Linked DNA regions of Mus musculus: regions 2, 3, 4 and 5 are each linked to region 1. The links are chromatin contacts, called in public ChIA-PET, HiChIP or PLAC-seq and promoter capture Hi-C maps. All regions are on one chromosome and are shown on one strand. The core of a region is the stretch at or near the end of the contact, and the rest is flanking DNA. Distances in the headings are between cores, read along the strand shown. Region 1 holds the start of Sik1 (salt inducible kinase 1). Region 2 holds the start of Abcg1 (ATP binding cassette subfamily G member 1). Region 3 holds the start of Rasal3 (RAS protein activator like 3). Region 4 holds the start of Slc37a1 (solute carrier family 37 (glycerol-3-phosphate transporter), member 1). Region 5 holds the start of Cyp4f17 (cytochrome P450, family 4, subfamily f, polypeptide 17).

Region 1 (2,813 bases), core at 229-2,728:
TACAGATTTTAAAAAGAAAAAAAGGGGGGGAAAAACTTCAAGTAACCTCATTACTTCATTTGTACTTTTTTTTTGGACAAATGAATTTCTCAAACATTTGATGTCTTCAAGAGGTCACAAGAAGTTGGGGGAAAAAATTAAAAGAAGCCACTAACATTTTTTAAAGGGATAGAAGTTAAATTAAAGCCTCTGTATTTTTCAGCTAGCTTTATTACAAGGAGCTGCTCACTTCTGTTGTGTTCCCCCCTCTCTATTTCTCTCTCTCTCTCCCTCTCTCTCTCTCTCTCTCTCTCTCTCTCTCTCTCTCTCTCTCTCTCTCTCTCTCTCTCTCTCGGAAGGGGGCGGTTGCTGGTCATTATTATCTTTGCTCTTCCCTAGTAATTGTACAAATTATGTAGAAGCATAATACAAAGCTTTTTTCCCCCTTTACCAGACTAAACAATGTCATCGTTTACAATTGTGACAATCAACTCCACAGGACTGAATCAGCACAGGGGGCCACCCCCTGGCTGGATCCACCCCCTGGTTTAGTCCCCCCCCCACACACACACACAACACGCGCGCGCACCTGCGTTTTGGTGACTCGGTGCCGCGCCAGCTTAACCACTGCAAAATTGCCTTTGCCCAGGGTCCGTTCCACGTCGTAAAAGCCCACCCGGAGGGGCTTCTGCTGGCCCTGGCCAGTGCCTGAGGGGACCGCACTGAACTCCGACATGATCACCATGGCTTCGGGCCGCACCTGCGGGTCAGCGAGGAGTGCGCTCAGCACCGACCGACTCCGGCTCGGTCCCGATCCCATTCCCCGCCAAACCCGGCCACTGAAACTGTGTCCGCCAGGCCACCACGCGTGCGTCCTCAACCCTCTGTTCCTCCAGCCCCAGGCTCCTAGTGTGGCCCCGACCCAGGTTCGCAGCTCACACCCCCACTCGCTCATTCCTTGATACAGTATCTCCTCGGCTAAAGTCCCCACGCACACACTCCTCTATCCCGAACCCCCAGCCTGCGCCCCCACGCGCGCGCCCCCTCGATCCCAGGTTCCCTCAGTGCGAGCCCCCACGCACGCGCCCCCCGACCTCCGGTCCCGGCCGGGCGCGCGCGCCAGCAGTCCACCCGCAGTCGACCCCAAGCCAGCTCCTGGACACCCTACGGTCCCGGGTTTTCACCGCGCTCCCGTCCACCAGTGCCAACGCTCGGCTCCTCAGGACAGGCTCCACAACCGGGCGCTCGCAGACCCGCCTCCGGGCGCCGACCCGCAACAATAGGGAGCCCGCCGGGCTGGAGTCCTGCCCGCGACCCCAGGCGCGCACCTGCGGGTTTCGGAGACCCGAACCCGCGCCATTGCTCACCTCCGCCGCCCTCCGTGAGCCCGACCCGGGATGCCACCCGCTCGGCTGCTAGCTCTGCTCCGGTGCCCGCCGTTCGCGCCGCCGCCGCCAACGCTGCCGCCACCGCCCGGGCCTCGCCGCATGTCAGCGCCCCGCCGCCGCCGGCCGCACGCGGCAACGCCCCGCCCCGCCCCGGCCCCGCCCCGCACAAGCCCCGCCTCGCCCCGCCCCCCGCGGCAGGCACAGCCCATTGACGTCGTTTTGACGCCAGAGCGACGCGCGGCCCGGTGCCTGCCGAGGGGGAGCGGAGATCGGGCGGTTGCCAAGAGACTGGAGGCTCTGACGCGCGCGCTGGTGAGGCCGTCGCCATGGCGACCGCGGGCGGTGACGTCAGGGGCCCGGCTCAGCAACCGCCCGAGACTGCTGGCGCCCCCTGCCGGGCATGGGCGACACTGCTGTAGCCCACCCCCCCACCCCACCCCCGCCCCCGACTAGGAGACCGAGCCTGCTTTAGGACCACTTCCAGGGGCTTCATGGTGGGTACGGTGCCCTTTGGGTGCTCAGTGCTCGCTTCGGACTCAGCAGGGTGGAATAGAGCTGCGGGATTTTCGGCGTGGGACTCTGGGGCTGATGGCCCTAGACTGATCAGTCTGCTATGCTGGGCACTCGATGTGCCGCCAGCAGTGGCTGCCCCTTGACCCTCACTTCATCCCTGAGAGGGCCGGCCAGCTGCAAGAATGCCTGGCTCTAGGAAAGTGTTGGTTAGTTGAACGCCACTTACTTTTGTTATAGAAAGAGAGAGGGGGGGGGGGAGGAGAGAGGAGAGAGAGAAAACCTCTAAATATTCAGCAAGTTGGAAAGTTAAAGCAGGAAAACGCGACTCATTTTCCCAAAGCCTCCTGCTTCAAGGGCCGCCTGGTCCAGCAGTGGTGTCCTGGGACAGCTGAATAGGACGCGTGCTTTAGACACGGGCTGCAAAAGGACCCAGCCACTACTCAGGGCTGATAGGTGGGGCCCTTGGAGGACTGGGCACTTTGCCCATTTTCTTGCTGTCTGCCAATTGGCCCACCCTGTCTGTCCCCAAGCTGCTTCCAGACAACAGATAGGACACAGGGCGGCTGGGACCTTGGAACTGACCCTGAGAGTGCCTGCCGGAAGCAGGGCCCATTAAAGGGGAGACGGAGTGTGGAGAGAGTGGAAATGGCATGTGTGTGACTCCTTCTGTTTGTGTTCCCTCACACCTCATCAGAAAGTAAGATGTGTTCTTAAGGGCAGACGAGAAAGGGGACAGACGATTCTCCAAAGGCTAGGAAGGTGGCGGTTTGGAGCTAAACTTCTGTGTCTCTCTTCCTCGTGGCTTCCTGTGTGAGAGAAAAACTAGCACCGGGTGGATTGATTAATCACAATTGATTCAGAATTCATCAGAATTCATTCCTCAACGGAGGAAGACTTCCTGGGTAGAGGCGGGTGGTAGGCTGGCCTGAGATA
Region 2 (2,982 bases), core at 457-2,956, 800 kb before region 1:
CATGGAGGCTGCTGGGGGCTGGAAGCTCATTGGCCTACTTTTGAATTAAAGGTTCATCAAAGGAATGTGAATCAAAGGGGGCGTGGAAATGGGGGAAGGGGTGGGGATGGGGTTGAGTAGAAGGGGCTTGAGAAAGAGAGAAATGCCAGAAGAAAATTCTGAAAGTAGGGAGAACAGACAGAGGGTAGATATCTGCAAAACCAGGCATGCTGATACCATGGCCTGTGTCCTGGTCACATTATTCAGTGTCTCCCCTTGTCCATTCTTGCTGCTTTACAGCATGGTTGGGCACCAGGGCAGACAGTAGCCCAGGCCCCAGAAACCTTTCTCACTCCCTGGGAGGTTTGTACTCTTTTTTTTTTTAATCTGAATTTTATTTTTATTTTTTTTCTATCCTTTTTTTTTCCATTTTTTATTAGGTATTTAGCTCATTTACATTTCCAATGCTATACCAAAAGTCCCCCATACCCACCCACCCCCACTCCCTTACCCACCCACTCCCCCTTTTTGGCCATGGTGTTCCCCTGTACTGGGGCATATAAAGTTTGCGTGTCCAATGGGCCTCTCTTTCCAGTGATGGCCGACTAGGCCATCTTTTGATACATATGCAGCTAGAGTCAAGAGCTCCGGGGTACTGGTTAGTTCATAATGTTGTTCCACCTATAGGGTTGCAGATCCCTTTAGCTCCTTGGGTACTTTCTCTAGCTCCTCCATTGGGAGCCCTGTGATCCATCCATTAGCTGACTGTGAGCATCCACTTCTGTGTTTGCTAGGCCCCAGCATAGTCTCACAAGGAGGTTTGTACTCATAACCTTCTAGAATGCCCTGGCTTTGTCAGCCTTCTTGATACCAGATAGGGCCATCGGTCCCTCCGGTATTAGAAGCCCACCCTCTTCCCTCCAAACTCAGCCACACCCACTTTTCTTTCTGTGATGCTAGGGAGAAGCTTAGCTGAGGTCAAGGATCTGAGGATGTGACAACCACTTGCCTGCCCCTTTCTAGGAGAGCAGAAAGTACCCCAGCACACCCAAGTGTTGGAGCGGGTGGCTCTACTGTGCTGGGGGTGACAGAGAATCATTTCAACAGAAGACTTAGTTTAGGATCTGAGGTTGGGATTAAAGATTTTCACCACGGTTACCACGCAACGTCCCATTTACAAATCACAGGGGTTTCAGTAGGGTACAAGAACGTGGCTGTGTAAGACACTGGAAACACCCCTGTGGCTTATTTGGGGATGGAGTGGTGCTGATGGAGACCTAGGAGCTATCTGTATGAACGCCCATGCTGCCTCAATTTAGGGTCACCGCACACTAGCGCTAAGGGAAAAGCCCTGGGGCTGTTTTCTACGTTTGTCCCTGGGGCTTCTACCTGGAAGGCATGCATAACAAAGGCAGAACAAAGGAGCCACCTGCCTTCTTCCCTATCCCATTGATCTCAAGCTACCTCGGGAGGTTTCCGAAACAAGGACCCCGTGGTTTGTAGGGCGCCCCCACTGGTTCGTCTAGGGTTGAGCTGGCCCAGCTCCTGCAGGGTCCCTGAAGTGGGCTTCCCAGGCCCAGGCGGTTGGGAGAGGCCTAGCAGACAGCTTCGGGTCCAGAGCATCCTCCAGCCGCTCCGCAACAGGAGCAAAACAAGAGCACGCGCACCTGTCGGCGCCCCGCCCCCTCCGCCCGGCCCAATCGTGGGCAGGGGCGGGGCCGGGGCGCAGTCGGAACCCGCGCAGAGCGCCGCGGAGGAGCAGGAGCAAGCGCAGCCTCGTTCCTGCAACCTCGTCCCCGCCGCCCGCAGACTTGTCTCCACTGCCGCTGCCGCCGCCGCCCCCGGGGCATGGCCTGTCTGATGGCCGCTTTCTCGGTCGGCACCGCCATGGTGAGTCGCACATCCTTCGCACTCCGGGCTGGCTTTTATCTTCTAAGGAAACAGGAAGCTCAAAGCCAGGCTGGCTGGTCCTCACACCAGCCGCCTATGAGCGCATCCTCCGGGCGCTGACCTGGGGTGCTCTGGAGAGGTGCCCGGCGCTGCTCGACTCCGCCCTGGCCACCTGGAGCTTTGAGATGCTCCTGTACTGGCTTAGGGCATCCAGAAGGTGGAGTGGGGCGCGGGTAGCGAGCAACCCCACAAGTGGACAGGTAGATGGCCTTGACTTGTCCGCCTCCTGGGTGAGGGGCTGGAGATGTGGAAGCGCACTGGGGAGGGACTGCAGGCTCAGCCCGAGGGAGGGGAGGGTCAGATCTCTCTGAGGAGCTCTGTGGAGCGGGCAGACGGCGGGGGACTTCTTGCGCCACCCTCTGGAGTCCTGGGCACAGTGGGGGGGGGGGGACACAAAAAGAGAAACTGCGCCCCACGAAACGGAGCCTGCTCTCCTGCGCTCCCCAGAGACAGCTACTCTTGGAGGAGGCAGCGAAGTCCCAGGGGAGACAGAGGAGGACGAGCTCAGATCCCTGCCAGGGTGAGGGTAGGGTGTGGGCATTTACACGCCCCCATCCCCCCAGATACCAGTGTTAGGACAAAACCTGGGTGCTACAGAATTGCTAGACAAGTATTGTTTCTCAGAGGTGGGCAAGCGTCTCCTCTTCCACGGTCACTCAATGCTCCAGGAGAAAGCTAACATACAACAACAAAAACCAGCCCACCATCTGTCTGGTCTCACCCTTGGCCCTACCGGCTCTGTCTAACAAGCGGACATTGCGGTTAATAACCTCTTAAGCTGACTTCAGACTGTGGTGGAGTATAAACAGCAAGCCCTCCGTTTTCCCACCCGAATCGTGCCTTTCTTTCTGTTACTAGCCTGCCTGTTCCTTCCCAATACGCTAGAAGCCCACATCTCACAGTCCCTCCCCTTTATTTCATTTTTAGCATCCTGTATTTGAAGTCAGCAAGGCTCCCCAGGATTTGACCGACAGTTACCTCTTGCCTTGCGCTCTAGAGGAAAAAAAAAAAAAGCACTCGGCTTTGTGCGCATGCTCTGCTCTGACAACCGCA
Region 3 (2,931 bases), core at 385-2,884, 550 kb after region 1:
AGCTCTTAACCACTGAGCCATCTCTCCAGCCCGGAACCAACCTTTTAGGTGTATTTTCAACCCGATTTTACCACTAGAGGTGATACATACAACTCTTCTTTTTTTCTTGGTGGTGGGTGTAAAACCCACAATCCCACAACCCCTCCCATGTTAAGCAAGTGCTCTATCACCGAGCCACATCCGAGGCCCTAACTCTTTCCTACAATTGGATCTCTTAGTATATGCTAGGCCCTGGTCTCTAATCTTCCTAGTGTCCACTAGTCTCCCAGTTCTCATTTTGCAGCAGGTTTGTAACTGTTCCTCCCCCACCCACTACAACGTGAACTCCACAGGGCAGGGAGTGTCATCTGCTTTGCTGACATCTCTCCTTAGTGCTTCACTCAGGGACCAATTCGATGCTCAAAAAACTTCTGCTTGGCCCAGCAAGATGGCTCAGCAAATAAAGGTGCTTGCCTCCAAGGCTGTCTGAGTTTGATCCCCAGGACTCACGTAATTGAAGGAGAGAACTGACTCCTGAAAGTTGTCCTTTGACTCCAGGAACCATGGCTTGCTTGCTCCTTTCTAATATAAATAAATAAATGCAGGTTGTCCTCTGACCTCAACACGTGTTGTGATAAAGGACACACACACACACACACACACACACTGAATGAACATCTGCTTGAATGAATGAATGAATGAATGAATGAATGTTGTCTTTAAGGCAGAGAAGGGGAATTTCACATTCAAGGAAACAAAGTAAGACATAGGCTATGTATATATGGCAGCTCAAATCCACATGTAGCCAACGGCTTGGTCTACTGGATACCGAAGACAACAACCGTCAGTGCCAAGAACAATTAGACATCCTCACAGTACTAAGGTGCATGCATCCATTCAATGCTCCTTTCTCAGCTGAACCCCAGCTGCCTACGGGTCCTGCCAGTCTTCCTCGCCCCAGTTTAGGGGGAAAGAGAGATGAGCGCTGCTAGGGGCCCCAGCCGCTTCCTGCTGGGCTTTCATACTCCCCACAACTTCCTGTGTCTAGAGGGCTGATGCTAGATTGACAGACAAACACCCAGGCTTCCGGCCACCCAGCCTAGCCCCAGCTGGATTGGGGGAGAGCGTACCTGGGGCCTTCGGATTTGGCTTGGGTTCCAGTGGTGCCACGTTCTTGTGCCTTCCCCACAGGGTCTTGGAAAACCGGAGGCGATTGGACCGTGACTCCTTAGGGGGTGCAGAGAGGACCCGACGAAACAGAGATCTGGGGGCTGGCTGGCTGTTCACCATGGGCTCCTGATGGCTCAGGGCCCTTCCCCAGCCTGCAAAGCGGCCCCAGCGGAACCCTCCAGCAGCCTTTTCCCCACTGCCTCCAGTGTGCCAGCGGTAGGATGTCAGCGGAGAGGGCAGCGAGGGCTGCGTTTGGGAATCTTCTTCACTCTGCAACGGTGGGTCCATGGCGGAGGAGTCTCTGCTGCGAGACCAAAAGGTTCTGAACATTGTCTGCCCACATTCTGGCTTCATCTTCCCTGGTCTCTTCTCAGCTTCGCCTCCAGGAACATACTTGAGGATGCCACACGTACACCCTCCCTTACCTTGATTTCCTGGCCAGTCCAGAACCAGCAGCCGTCTGTACTGTGCCTAGCTTCCTTCCTCAGAACCTAGCTCCACGTGACCCTGTCTTGTCTCCCCCGCCCCCCCCCCTTTACAGTCAGGCTGGGAGGGCATGATGGGGGCAGGATGCGGAGGTGGCGGGGTGGAAGAGAGGTTGGCAGTTCTGGCTTCTGACGAGAAGGTCTAGGAGGCAGTACATACTTCTCTTTGAGCTTCAGTTGCCTTCTGTGAAATGGGAACATCTTGGATAAATGCTGGCTAGCAAGGCCCCCTAAAGTCTCCTGGTGGCCGGAGTGTGGAAAGACTCACTTATGTAGGGAAGCTGCCACAATTTTATTGGAATGGATTTATTATTTGTGTGTGTGTGGATGCTATAGTGCTCATATGGTGATCAAAGGACAGCCATGTGGAGGTAGAGTCAGTTCTCTCCCACCTTTGTGTGAGATTGGAGGCTGGAACTCCGGATCGTACATGGCAAGTGACATTACCCGCTGAGCCATTCACCAGCCCCTCCACCTTGGGAGTGGAACCTAGGGCCTGGGTGCAAGGCCTATGCTCTATTACTTAGCCACATGCCTAGCCGTCTTTTCATTTTTTATTATACAGACCGGGCCTTGAGCTCACGGCATGTGTTGTAGCCCAGGCTGGCCTTGGACTCTTGGCTAGACGTTCCCCAAACCAGTGTTAAGTTAGAACTAAAGATTGCATGTTCGTGACAGTTGTAGCCCTCATTGTGCCACACCTCCAGTCCTTGTTCTAGCATGGTTATGTGGCTCTCCTCAGATCCAGTATTTCCCCTGCTAGGCAGACATCCAATAGACATGGCCACCAACACTGCACCTAAGGACTCCATAGACCCCAGGTGTCCACTGACAGCTGGACAAATACTCAGTGACATTTCCACACCGAAGAGTATCGTATAGCAAGGAAAATGAATAAATTCTTTAACTAATGATGTCAGACGAATCACAGTGCGGAACAAAAGCAAAAGCTGAAGAGTATACCCTGTGTGAGTTCAGTCATCTAGTATAGAGTCCTAACCTTTACTCAGAGTGATAACTACACACACACATAAAAATCTAGTACTTAGGAATCTGAGGCAGGAAGCTTGTGAGTTCAAGGGGGAGCCAGGGCTCTCCTGCAAGACCCTGTATCAAAGAATAAAAAAACTAAAGAAGAAAGAAAGAAGGAAAGAAAGTAAGAAAGAAAGAGAGAAAGAAAGAAAGAGAAAGGAAGGAAGGAAGAAAAAAAAGAAAGAAAGAAAGAAAGAAAGAAAGAAAGAAAGAAAAGTAAAGTAGTGAGAAGTTGAGAACCAAGCATGTGACAACATGACAAGCC
Region 4 (2,832 bases), core at 252-2,751, 560 kb before region 1:
GAACTGAAAAACCCGGAAGTTTTTCTGAGGCTCTTCGGCTGAGCAATTGGCCTCAGGGTCCTGTCTCAGCTTCCTCGGGAGGCTGTGTTCTCTGTTGTAAGGAAAGGCCTTCTAAAAGTGGTCAATCAAGTTGGGGAGCTCAAATTTTACTTTGGCTGGGGTAGTTTGGGGCAGCTACAGAAAACAAAACAAAACCACGGAACACAGGCATAAGGGCAAGGGACTCTTGAGCAAGCTTGGTGATGGCAGGCCTGAGAACTAGTGACATGGGGAGGAGGCGCCTAGAGTAGATGTAAGCGTCCACTTGAGTTGCTGCCTACAAGGAATGGAGAGTTAGGGAGGAAAAAAAGGGGGGTGGGGTGGGAAACATCTAGCCAAAGGAACAGGGTAGAGTGGCCAGAGTTCCCCGGCCACTTCTATATGAGATGTGGGTGCAGGTGGCTCAAACAGGAAGTCAACTTTGCTTGTAGGGTACAGAACACTTCTCAAAAGCCTGTAGATAGAAGTATGGCTGGGCCTTCCCCAATTCAGCAGACTGCGTTCGCGCTTGTGGCGCGGGTGGGCTGTGGGGAGGAGAGTGAAGCTGTGGGCCGCCTGTACACCAACCAGTCTGAAGAGGGCGCTAGTTACCCCCGCCAAACACTCCTCACCCTCGCCCTGGCTCTCTCTGTTCATGCATCGGGTTGGTTTTGGTTTAGGCACGGTTTTACCCAGTGGGTGTTCCTAGGAAGTTGTTTTCCTGCCTGGTTTTGCTGTTCCAGGCAGGTGCTGATCTGCGGCAGGGGGCTGAGCGGCAGGACTGGCTTTGGATGCCAGGCCAGGCCGACACGTGGAGGCGTGAGGCAGATGCCCTTTAGAAAAGTAATCAGGCCCTTCCCGGACTTTCCAGGATCAATTCTTGGCAGGAGGTGTGGGGTTTGAAAGATAATTATCCGGAATTGACCAGGAAGCTGTGTGCCAGGGCACTTCTCATGACCGGGGTGGCTGGCCTTCAGGACTTAACCATGCAAGCCATTTATCACACTGACACAGGTGCGGTACCAGGCGTGTGCCAGCTCCATTTGTAGCATACCGGATGCTCTTGACTCTTGACACTTGATGTGGTAGGCCGAGAGAGGCCATCCTCAGTCCAGGACTCCGAGGGAGCAAATCTTTACCTCGGAACTTGTCTATGTCGCTGGCATTAGTAAGGTCCGCCTCGGGGACAAAAGCCTGGTGGTGGTGAGGTCCCCTAGGAGCTAGCGTTTGGCTGCTGGGCACCATGCCAGTAAGAGCCCGGCGTCCTGCGGGGCCTAGGAGAGCATGACAGGCAGGTGTGGGGACCCAGGAACAGCTAGAGGATGCTCCAGCTGAGCATCTCCGGGCTGTGTGCGATCTGAGCATCCCTTGGGCGCGCGCGGGGCCGGGGTCAGGGGGCGCGCGGGAGAGGGAGGAGCCGCACAGGGTCGGCGTTCACAGGGCCGGGAAAGTGAAAGGGCGGCCGCTCCAGGAAGTCGACGGCAGGAAGCACGCGACGCGGGCTGCGGAGCGCAGGTAGGCGCGGGGACAACGGAGGACCCTCCCCAGCGGCGCTCACCTGCCAGCCGCCACGCACCTGCCGTGGGCCCCGCTTCGGCCTCTCCGCCGTTTGTCTCCCTCTGCTGTGTGGCTGGAGAGCCGGGGACAAACCAAGCGCTTTTCCTAGAGTGGGACGTCTTTGAAGTAAGGGCTCCTAGAGTGGCCTTGAGAGACAGTGCGGGGGCGATCCGGTGCTGGTGACGTTGAATTCCCGGGGAAAGTGGAAGCAAAAGGTTCCCTGAGACCCGGGGGCTGGGGTCGCCTAGCTGTGATGCTGGGTCCCCTCCCGGCCCCAGGCCGCGAGTGACAGCTGTGAGAAGACGCCTGCCGGAGACCCAGCGCTTTGTCTGCTGCCGCTCGTAGGGGACGTGGGCGTGCCTGTAGCCTTCACCACCCGGCCAAGCGGCTGTAGGACCTGGGAGGAGGAGCCGGCTCGCAAAGCCCTTGGGAAAGCTCTCAGCCAGCACCCTGGGCTCCGGTTGTTTGTTTGCTAAAAGAACTGCTTCCCGGAGCCCGGGCTCTGTGGCCAACGCAGTGACAGCCACCGTCTGGGCGGTAATAAAGGGTTTAAACCACCGGAAAAGTCCCCCAGCTCCGCGCACTTAGGGTCCACCCAAGGATCTTGGTGGCCCGCAGGTAAAGATTTGCATTTGAACGGAAGACCCTCCCCTTGCTCTTGGTTTAAATTCTTAAGGTGCTTTTTCCTGGTCTTTAGAGCTCTCTGCACCTGCCTGCCTCCCTACCTGCCTTCTCGCCCTGGAACTTAAATTGCGTGAAGTTGGGCGAGTTGGTAAATATATTATTCGGCTTTACACAGAATTCCCTCTTTTGGGGGTCCTGTTTGCACCCTGAGTTCCTGGGAGTATTGTTACAGGTCTGGTTCGGTGGAGAACACCCGGGGTGCGTTGTTTGCTGTGAGTGGGCTAAGAGCTATGGTGGATAGAATTCTGACTCCTTGTATTTAAGCTCAGGACAAGTGAAAATAACAGTTTCTGTTTATCTCCCACGGCCAATGGAGCCTTTAAACGCTTAGAAAGGGCTCGATTAGAGGAGTTAGTGTTTGTCTTGGTTTAAAACAAAACTCTTGAAGCTTTTGGAGGGAGTTTGGTTCCCAGGTTTGCCCTTTTATAAAGTGCCATCATTTTGACAGGTTGCCTTAGGCTGCCTTGATGTTGCCTGTGTGCTAAAGACTGGAAAACCCCCCTTGGGGCATTGCTCTTGCTTTTGCTAACTCCCACCCACTCCTGAGTCTCCTTGAAGGGTTGATGGGTTCTG
Region 5 (2,874 bases), core at 209-2,708, 650 kb after region 1:
CTTTCTCACTAGTTTTCATTTGAAGATTCTTTTGTCAGATGATAGAACAGCAACACACTTGCTTGCTTGTGTTCTAGGTCCATTTCCTTGGCATACCCTTAAAAGTCTGTGAACTAACATTTTATTTATTTGTGTGTGTGTGTGTGTGTGTGTGTGTGTGTGTGTGTGTGGGCACACGTGCCTGTCATGCCATGGGTGTGGAGGCCAGAGGACAGTTTGCAGGAGTCAATTCTCTCCTTTCATCATGCTGGTCAGTTCTATGGAGCAGAGTGAAGCTGTTAGTCTTGGCTGCAGGTGCATTCACACTGAGCCATCTTCCTGTCCCCTGAGATAGCTTAGCGTCCTTTCACCCTGAGCTAGAATCTTATCTGCCTCTTGTAGTGAGATATTTCTTAGAAGCAGCAGATCCATGCTTGTGCCTTTATCTGGGGTGCAGTTGAGACTGAGAACACCCGAGTTATTGAAAGGTGTTTGTTGATTCCTGCAATTTTGTTGATTTTGTTTTCCTCCTTCTTCCTCTCTTGCTTTAATAATATTCTAGTGTGTTTTATTTATTTATTTATTTATTTCCTGGACTTTGTGGCCTGATTTCCCCCTCTTCAGCCTGAAGGATTCTATCAAGCATCTTCTGTAGAGCTGGCTCAGTGCTCATAAATGCCTTTGTTCTATTTTTACCGCTGATAGTTAAAAAAAATGTCCTTCTTTATGACAGACAGCTTTTCTGGATGCAGCAGTCTGGGTTGGCAGTTATAGATATCTTTTACGGCTTGAAGTCCGTCACTTGCGCATCCTTGGGCTTTTACCCTTTCAGTTGAATGAATAATAGTGTTATTCAGATGGGCCTGCCTTTGTATTGTGAATGGTGTTTTTCTCTTGGAGCTCTCAACGTGGTGCTGCTGACCCGGAGCCCACAACCCCCTCTCTCTTCTCGCCTGCCTGGATTTCCCCACGACTGGCGGCTCAGCTTGACCCCTCCCACCTACTTCCTAACTGAACTCTGGTCCCTCAGCTGGGAGTTTTAATCTTCAGAATCTCTTTTAGTCCGTTCCAGCACGGCCGGATTCTTTGTTTCTGGAAGTCTTGTCTCCACTCGGAACCTGGATTACTTGGAGGGAGAATTCTGCCAGGTTGTGCAGCTGGTAGGCAGAGGCTCGGATCCTTTCAGTCCGAACTGGAAAACACTGCCTGCTGCCCTCTAGCCTGCAGGTCCTCAGAGGACCTGCGGAGCCTAGTGAGAACGGGACAGATTGTAAACTTTGGGTCTCTAGACACCTTTGTCTTGGTTCAGATGGAAGGTGTTGAATCCTGAGGACCCTGCTTGCCTGGACATGTGACCCTGGATTGGCTCCAATTGCTTCGGGTTGGCCCCGCCCCCGCCCCGCCCCCGCCCCCGCCCCCCGCATTTTGATATTCTACCCAGGCTGGGAGGAGGGCTCTGGGCCACCGAGGGATTGGCTCAGTCCAGCTCATCGTCCTGCTCAGCCGGTAGCCAGGATCAAAAACATTTCCAGGGAAGAGCGGACGTTTCTGGGACGCATTACTCCTGAGAAAAGGTGCCGGACTTGGGACACACGGAAGGCCCCTACTGAACAGTGGAAGCTCTGTTACAGCTGGGGTGGCTCTGCAGGCAGGCCTGATTTCCCAGTTACTACGCTACATACCTGTGCTTCAGTCTAGGCCAACGCAGACTATAAACAGATCCTATCTGCCTCTCTCCTGCCTGATTCTCTGTCTCTCCGTAGCCCTGGGTGTCCCTTTTCCTTCCTGTGTTCTAGTCCTCTAAGTCACCATCTCTGTCCAGTGACCATGGAGGGCCACCTCTGTCTCCTGGGCCTCAGGATCTCACTTCTGGCCTATCTTTCTTGCAGGATGCTACAGCTGGGCCTGTCCTGGCTGGGACTGGGGCCTGGAGCTGCCTTCCCATGGCAACTTCTGCAGTTGGTTGGGGCCTCCTTGTTCCTGGCTCGAATTCTGACCTGGATTTGTGCCTTCTATGACAACTACTGCCGTCTCCGCTGCTTCCCCGAGCCCCCTTCGCGGCACTGGTTTTGGGGTCACATGAGCATGGTGAGTGTGGCAGCAGGTAGGTCTGGTGTGTCAGGAAAGGCTCTTAGGAACCTGGGAGTCGTGAGAGGGTGGAGAGGTGAGGGAGGGAGGCTGAGTGAGTCTCTATCTAGTCACATACCCGGCATATCTACTCCTGGCCTCTGTCTACACCACGTTTTGAGGCTTTTTTCTTTTTTGCCCTTTCTCGTTCCCAGCTAACTTCGGATCACATTCTGATAAGAACTCATGTTTTAAGATCTCTTTCTGTTGCTTGTTCAGTCCTGTTCTGTGTTGTTAGTGCCCCCCACCCCACCCCACCCCAGGATAGGTTGAGGGAGCAGAGCTCTCCCCCTCAATGTGCTATTTCACTTAACGTTGTTGGAGTTGAGCCTTTCTAGTGGAATAAATTGGGTATGCTCCTTTCTTAGCCCATCTCTGCTGGCCAGAGTCTCTTGAGGGACAGCGATGCTGAATGGCAGAAGTTGACATCCCTCCTCTCCAATTTTTAAAATTCTTTCTCTCTCTCTCTCTCTCTCTCTCTCTTTCTTTCTTTCCTTTCTTCCTTCCTTCTTCTTCTTTCTTTTTTTAAATGAGATTTATTATATATTGTATATAATATATAAAACATATAATATATTTTTATATATTTATTATATATTATATAATATATAAAATATATAATATATATATATTATATATTATATATATATTTTATATGTATGTATCTTGCCAACATTGGTGCTTGTGTACCATGTGTGTGCCTATTGCTCAAAGAGTTCAGAAGAAGGCATTGGATCTCCCAGAACTGGAGTTATAGGTGGCTGTGAG

The links. Promoter capture Hi-C pulls out the DNA fragments that hold promoters and counts their contacts. ChIA-PET counts read pairs in DNA pulled down with a chosen protein or histone mark. HiChIP or PLAC-seq counts read pairs in DNA pulled down with a chosen protein or histone mark.
Region 2: an RNA polymerase II ChIA-PET map of memory CD8 T cells shows a contact between it and region 1, with 18 read pairs. The contact joins the promoter of Abcg1 here to the promoter of Sik1 in region 1. A contact is called at or near these places in 1 of 39 promoter capture datasets (pre-B cells), 1 of 484 Hi-C or Micro-C datasets (CD4 T cells) and 1 of 115 datasets of contacts at active chromatin or transcription factors (memory CD8 T cells).
Region 3: a contact with region 1 is called in an H3K4me3 HiChIP or PLAC-seq map of bone marrow-derived macrophages, with 4 times the contacts expected there. The contact joins the promoter of Rasal3 here to the promoter of Sik1 in region 1. A contact is called at or near these places in 1 of 39 promoter capture datasets (stem cell-derived epiblast-like cells) and 1 of 115 datasets of contacts at active chromatin or transcription factors (bone marrow-derived macrophages).
Region 4: an H3K4me3 HiChIP or PLAC-seq map of bone marrow-derived macrophages shows a contact between it and region 1, with 4 times the contacts expected there. The contact joins the promoter of Slc37a1 here to the promoter of Sik1 in region 1. A contact is called at or near these places in 2 of 39 promoter capture datasets (liver and pre-B cells), 1 of 484 Hi-C or Micro-C datasets (the N1E-115 cell line) and 4 of 115 datasets of contacts at active chromatin or transcription factors (bone marrow-derived macrophages, embryonic stem cells, pancreatic cancer cells and 1 more).
Region 5: a promoter capture Hi-C map of stem cell-derived epiblast-like cells shows a contact between it and region 1, with 3 times the contacts expected there. The contact joins the promoter of Cyp4f17 here to the promoter of Sik1 in region 1. A contact is called at or near these places in 1 of 39 promoter capture datasets (stem cell-derived epiblast-like cells), 1 of 484 Hi-C or Micro-C datasets (the N1E-115 cell line) and 1 of 115 datasets of contacts at active chromatin or transcription factors (memory CD8 T cells).

Annotation. Positions count from the first base shown.
Region 1 is chr17:31,854,326-31,857,138 of GRCm38.p6, forward strand. Sik1 (salt inducible kinase 1) reads right to left here and starts at 1,479. Exons shown (of 14, transcript NM_010831.3): 1 at 1,347-1,479; 2 at 569-739. The coding sequence starts at 724.
Region 2 is chr17:31,055,988-31,058,969 of GRCm38.p6, forward strand. It overlaps Abcg1 (ATP binding cassette subfamily G member 1), which reads left to right and starts at 1,707. Exons shown (of 15, transcript NM_009593.2): 1 at 1,707-1,869. The coding sequence starts at 1,828.
Region 3 is chr17:32,401,947-32,404,877 of GRCm38.p6, forward strand. It overlaps Rasal3 (RAS protein activator like 3), which reads right to left and starts at 1,635. Exons shown (of 18, transcript NM_001374604.1): 1 at 1,575-1,635; 2 at 1,110-1,453. The coding sequence starts at 1,437. It overlaps A530088E08Rik (RIKEN cDNA A530088E08 gene), which reads left to right and starts at 1,068. Exons shown (of 1, transcript NR_029458.1): 1 at 1,068-2,862.
Region 4 is chr17:31,294,723-31,297,554 of GRCm38.p6, forward strand. Slc37a1 (solute carrier family 37 (glycerol-3-phosphate transporter), member 1) reads left to right here and starts at 1,502. Exons shown (of 20, transcript NM_001242427.1): 1 at 1,502-2,193. Gm30139 (a long non-coding RNA gene) reads right to left here and starts at 139. Exons shown (of 3, transcript XR_001782201.2): 1 at 1-139.
Region 5 is chr17:32,505,026-32,507,899 of GRCm38.p6, forward strand. It overlaps Cyp4f17 (cytochrome P450, family 4, subfamily f, polypeptide 17), which reads left to right and starts at 1,459. Exons shown (of 13, transcript NM_001101445.2): 1 at 1,459-1,553; 2 at 1,869-2,067. The coding sequence starts at 1,870.